2 separate regions of the Mus musculus genome follow, and region 1 is linked to region 2. The links are chromatin contacts, called in public Hi-C maps. All regions are on one chromosome and are shown on one strand. Each heading gives the region's core, a stretch centred on a gene start, on an enhancer-like site or on the middle of the called end of the contact. The rest is flanking DNA. Distances are from core to core; before and after follow the strand shown. Region 1 overlaps Lrrc28 (leucine rich repeat containing 28). Region 2 overlaps Mef2a (myocyte enhancer factor 2A).

Region 1 (2,700 bases), core at 43-2,542, 310 kb after region 2:
CACCAAGTACTTAGTTTACTATTTCCCAACAGCAGTTTGTCTAGTAATTTTCCTGGCCATTTATTGTCTTATTAGATGTCTCCATTTAATCTGTCTTAGCTGGACTTACATTTTAAAGCAAATAAATTGAAAGTCCTTTAAATTAAAATTCCCTAACTTACCAACCAAAATAGGTTTAAGGAGCTAGAGATAGAAAGACAGGGTCCGGGGCTCATCAAATTTTTATAAAGCAAAATATAAATGACACTGTTTTCAAACTAAGAATTATAAGTATGCTTACCTTCTGGAACCACAACTATGTTATTTGAGTGAAGGTACCTGTGACAAAAGGAGGGGAAAGTTGCTGTCATTATTCAGTATTTTGTCAGATAACCAGCTAATACAAGCTCTGTTTGAAAACTTATCAAATATAAGCAAAACTTCCAAAACACACAGACATAACAACAGCTAATGCTTTGAGAGTAATATGCTAAATAACAAATATTAAATATATCTTCTGATTTAGTCATTTTAAAATCATTAATATAAAAAAATCATAAGGTATTTAACCTCATTAAAAAATTTCTAGTTCCATAGGCTGGAGAGACGGCTCAGAGGTTACTCCAGATTCCCGTTCAATTCTCAGCAACACCATGTGATATTTTATAACCACCTTCAGTTAGATGTAAGGCCCTCTTTTGGTGTGCAAGCATACATGTAGGCAGAACACACTATATATAGTAAATAAATAAATCTTTTTTAAAATTACTAGTACATCTAGTTCATTAAATTATTTAGGTTTTCAGAAATATATTTACTGTGTAAAGAAAAATCAATACCTATTGTGTAAAAGGAAAGATCAGTTTTAGTTTCTAAACAGTAAAAGTGGACTGAAGACAATTCTAACTGGCTCAGCTAGCCATTAAGAGAGAGCACTTGTTCTTACAGGGTCCCAGCACCCACTTGGTGCCTCCTAACCGTCTATAATTCCAATTCCAGAAAACAAGCACCCTTTTCTTCACTACACAGGCCCTAGGTGTGCATATGGCACGTACATACTTGCAGGGAAAATACCCAAACAAAATAATCTTTAAAACAAAACAAACAGAAAACTCTTAAAGATGTCTCTAGTTGGCATGCTTACTGTAACCCAAGAATAGAGATTAGATGTTCACTAACGTCTCCGCAGAAATACTCAGATGCCAAGACACAGAAATCTGACTTCTCAGCAGCAGAAGTCTTCTTTAAAAAGACCTACAAGTCCAGGCTTGTCTAAGTCATCAACACTTTCCCACTGAAGCATCTTTGGCACACTCTGGTGGGGACTCCAGGTACCATCTGAAACTATATATATTCAGAGCTACATGCCATGACTGCCAGAGATCGTACAGTAAAAATAAAATCAGTAATAAAACTGATTTTCTTGTGAGGTAGGACAACTCGATTTTAGAACACTTGATTTCAAACCAGCCAATTTATTGTAGGTAAAAAAATAAATCCCCAAAGTATTTTAAAATATAACTTAGAAATTTTCTTTCATGTTTTGACTATCTTTAGTGAGTGCTAAAATGTCAGTAAGAACAGAATTATAAAAGCAGAAAAATTGTGAAGGCTTTTTTTATGCCGAATTAAACCAGTGCTGTACAGAATGTTAACCTGTGGGTTCTGAAATCAGCTAAGACCAGACACACTCAGATGTGAGATTTTTTTCTTCCAGGAAATACCTAAGGGCTTTTCACTAATGACTCTAAGGTTTGAAACCAGCTTTTCAAAAGATACTATGAAGAGAAGCGACCAGGCTGTCTGACAAGATCACATCCTCAGGAGAAGACAAGGAAAGCTGAGGAGAAACAAGCACCCCTGCCATGCCACTTGGCCACCAAGCATTCCCTCTCCTTCCTTCCATGTTCCATCACCACTGGCTGACAGAGGAGAGACCTGAGCCTAGAGTGTCTGCTCTTCTTGACAGTCAATCAAGCAACAAAGCCTTTTCTTTTGGCAAAAGCTGCAGTCATAGGACTGGCTTCTGTGTTTGCCAGGAAGTAAGCCTTCACTTGATAACTATGTGACACAATTTAACCAAGTGTGCACTCTAAAACTCATTCTTCACTCTGTGTATATGAATTGATTACACATTTTGAACTCAATACTTTGGAAACATTCTTTTTTTTTGGTTTTTCGAGACAGGGTTTCTCTGTATAGCCCTGGCTGTCCTGGAACTCACTTTGTAGACCAGGCTGGCCTCGAGCTCAGAAATCCGCCTGCCTCTGCCTCCCGAGTGCTGGGATTAAAGGCGTATGCCACCATGCCCAGCTCCTTTGGAAACATTCTTGTTCAAGGTCATTTGTGCCAAAAAACTGTAAATCAATGTGCAGGTACACTCACTACAGTATGTAAATATGAACAGATGCCATCACATAAAAATCACAAAAAAAAAAGAGTACCCATTATTATGACTGAAACTTAACAACACATTTTAATACACTAATGTGTCTATATTAAAATAAAGATGCTATATACCACTAGAGTGTTCCTGATCCTAACTACACATTGGAACTATCAGGGTCTCCAAAAGATCACTCATTTGTGCACTAAGTACAATGCAATCCCAATTCCACAAATCATTTTAGGAGACAACAAACTGAGAGTCCACGTGGAACAGGCAGCAAGCCCTTTCTTAGTAACTGGGTGACAGGTCCCCCAGAGCACCCCACTGCCTTT
Region 2 (2,700 bases), core at 125-2,624:
CTGTATTTCTTTAAGTGAGTTATTAAATTCCTTCTTTATGTCCTCTACCATCATCATGAGATATGCTTTTAAATCCAGGTCTACCTTTTCAGGTGTGTTAGGGTGCCCTGGACTGGGCGAAGTGGGCATTCTGGGTTCTGATGATGGTGAGTGGTCCTGGTTTCTGTTAGTAGGATTCTTATGTTTACCTTTCGCCATCTGGCAATCTCTGGAGTTAGTTGTTATAGTTGTCTTTGTTTAGAGATTGTTCCTCTGTTGATTTTGTTACCCTCTATCAGCAGACGTGGGAGACTAGCTCTCTCCTCTGAGTTTCAGTGGTCAGAGCAGTCTCTGCAGGCAAGCTCTCCTCTTTCAGGGAAGGTGCACAGTTATCTGGTGTTTGGACCTCCTCCTGGCTGAAGATGAAGGCCCAAAACAGGATCTTTCCCAGAAGCTGTGTTGCTTTGGCCAGGAAGGTGGCCGGTTGTCTGGAGCCGAAGATGGCGCCGCCTCAGAAGCTCTGTGGCTCTCGCCTGTCCCAGAAATGGCTGGCCTCTGTATTCCACACCGTCACCCGTGCAGCCTGCCCTCCGTGGAGTCCTGGAGCCAAGGAGGCTCCCGCCGGGGCCTGAGGCAGAAACCTCTCGGGCCGGGCGGACCCCTGTGCTCTCACCAGGAAGGTGGCCGGTTGTCTGGAGCCGGTAGTCTTGGTTCTATAAGAGAGCAGGCTGAGCAAGCCAGGTGAGGCAAGCCAGTAAAGAACACCCCTCTATGGCCTCTGCATCAGCTCCTGCTCCCTGACCTGCTTGAGTTCCAGTCCTGACTTCCTTTGGTGATGAACAGCAGCATGGAAGTGTAAGCTGAATAAACCCTTTCCTCCCCAACTTGCTTCTTGGTTTGATGTTTGTGCAGGAATGGAAGCCCTGACTAAGACAGGTTTATACATGTATTGGGGCCAGAGGTCAATGCCAAGTATCCTCTTCTGTACATTTCTATCTCTTTTTTAAGATTTATGTTTATTATATGCATGCATGTGTGTCTGTGTGGGTGTATGTGCACATAAATGTAGTACCTAAAAGCTAGATGAGAGTGTCATAACCCTTGGATCTGGAGTTACAGGTTACTGTGAACTGCCCAAAGTGAGTGCCAAGAACCAAACTCAGGCTCTCTACAAAAGAAGTGCATGCTCTTCACCACAAAACCATTTTCTCCAGCCACCCCACTACCTTCTTTGAGTGTATGTGGATGTCTACAGAGGCCAGAGAGGACACTGTATCCTCTGGAGTTGGAAATGCAAGCAGTTTTAGCTGCTCAGTGATGGTATTGAGAACTGAACTCGGGTCTTCTGGAAGAGCACAAGCACTGGTAAACAATGAGTCATCTCTCCAGTTTCGTTTAAGTCACTGTAATCACCAACTGGCTCGTGTGGCTGGCCACAAGCTCTTCAGACCTTAAGCCTGTTTCTGCTCTTTCATCACTGGGAATTACAGGCATTATTATTCCATAACTGACTTTTCTACAGATGCTGAGGATCAGAATGTTGGTCCTCATGCCTGAGCAACAAGAACTTTACTCACTTAGCCATCTCAGCCTCTCTGCTCTTCCCAAAAATACATTTTCAAAACCATTTCTTTGAAGTTACAAATCACAAAGGGTTGATACTAAAGGAAGGAGTTGGTGAATCAAAGAACTTAGCATATAACAATCTTCTCCTCTTTATTATTCCAACATAGTCCAACTTGAGTAAGCTTAGATGATGCGTTCTCAGCAATCAATTTTTAAAAATGTTTCAAATATGGCACCAAAGTTGATAAACTGAAAATTAATATGAATATAATACTTTCAAGCTTTCTAAATGCAAACTTCATTTTACCTGAAACATTTAAGTCTATTTTTAACATTAGAGAGTATTTTTTAGAATAAGAGGAATAAGAATTTCTCACAAATCTCTCATCTCTGTATATGCATGCCCTCCTGTTATCAGTATTCCCTGGCAGAATAGTACATTTATCGTAGCTCTAAGCCCACAGTGGCACACCAGTATCACTCAATCTCCATGGTTTACATCAGAGTCCACTTCTTGTACATATCTCCGGTTTGAATACATATATAACATGTATTACACATTTACATTATCATAGAACATGTTTTCACTGCCAATGACAGGCAACAACCCAATGATAGTCAACTATTTGGATCGACAACAATTTATTTCTCCGATCATGCACTGAAAGATGTACTAGTGTTGTCTAAATTTTGGCAATTAAAAAAATAAAGCTGCTATAAGCATGTATGCACAAATTTGAATAAAATTAACTATTCAACTCTTCTAGCTAAATACTAAGGAATGCAGTTTGTTAGCTGATCCTATGTTAAATAGATTTAGTCTAGTAACAGAGTGTCAGCAGCACAGTAAACTCAGATTCCAAATTTGCTGAAGCATGGGTGTAGAAAGTGTTAGAGTTATAAACTCCAGAAGAGCCAAAAGAAAACTGAAGGAAAAGAACAAAGGACTTTAAAACTTAAAATAAGCCTTCAATAATTAAGGCTATGTGGCATTGGTCAAAGGATATACCAAAAGTCATGCAACAGCAAAGAGAGCAATAGAACCACAGACACACACAGTCGACTGGTCTTTAAAAAAGAAAGTTAAAAACACTGAGAAAAGAAGCTTTAAAACAAACCATGCTGAAACAACTGCATATTTAAAAAAGAACTTCA

Evidence for each region. Hi-C and Micro-C count contacts between places; a contact is called where the count stands out from the background.
Region 1: a Hi-C map of bone marrow-derived macrophages shows a contact between it and region 2, with 17 read pairs. The contact joins two enhancer-like sites. A contact is called at or near these places in 2 of 484 Hi-C or Micro-C datasets (bone marrow and bone marrow-derived macrophages), 3 of 115 datasets of contacts at active chromatin or transcription factors (fibro-adipogenic progenitors, kidney and microglia) and 2 of 9 other capture datasets (adipose tissue and liver).

Annotation. Positions count from the first base shown.
Region 1 is chr7:67,618,794-67,621,493 of GRCm38.p6, forward strand. Lrrc28 (leucine rich repeat containing 28) reads right to left here. Exons shown (of 10, transcript NM_175124.5): 4 at 281-318. Among named protein-coding and RNA genes, the nearest start is that of Lrrc28, 25 kb to the right of the region's middle. Within about 2 kb of position 1,293, at least 37 of the 459 cell types and tissues checked have an H3K27ac peak or open chromatin away from gene starts, as enhancers often do. A contact at or near this core is called in bone marrow-derived macrophages, where this site is marked.
Region 2 is chr7:67,303,762-67,306,461 of GRCm38.p6, forward strand. The region is part of intron 3 of Mef2a (myocyte enhancer factor 2A); the gene reads right to left. Among named protein-coding and RNA genes, the nearest start is that of Mef2a, 68 kb to the right of the region's middle. Within about 2 kb of position 1,375, at least 11 of the 459 cell types and tissues checked have an H3K27ac peak or open chromatin away from gene starts, as enhancers often do. A contact at or near this core is called in bone marrow-derived macrophages, where this site is marked.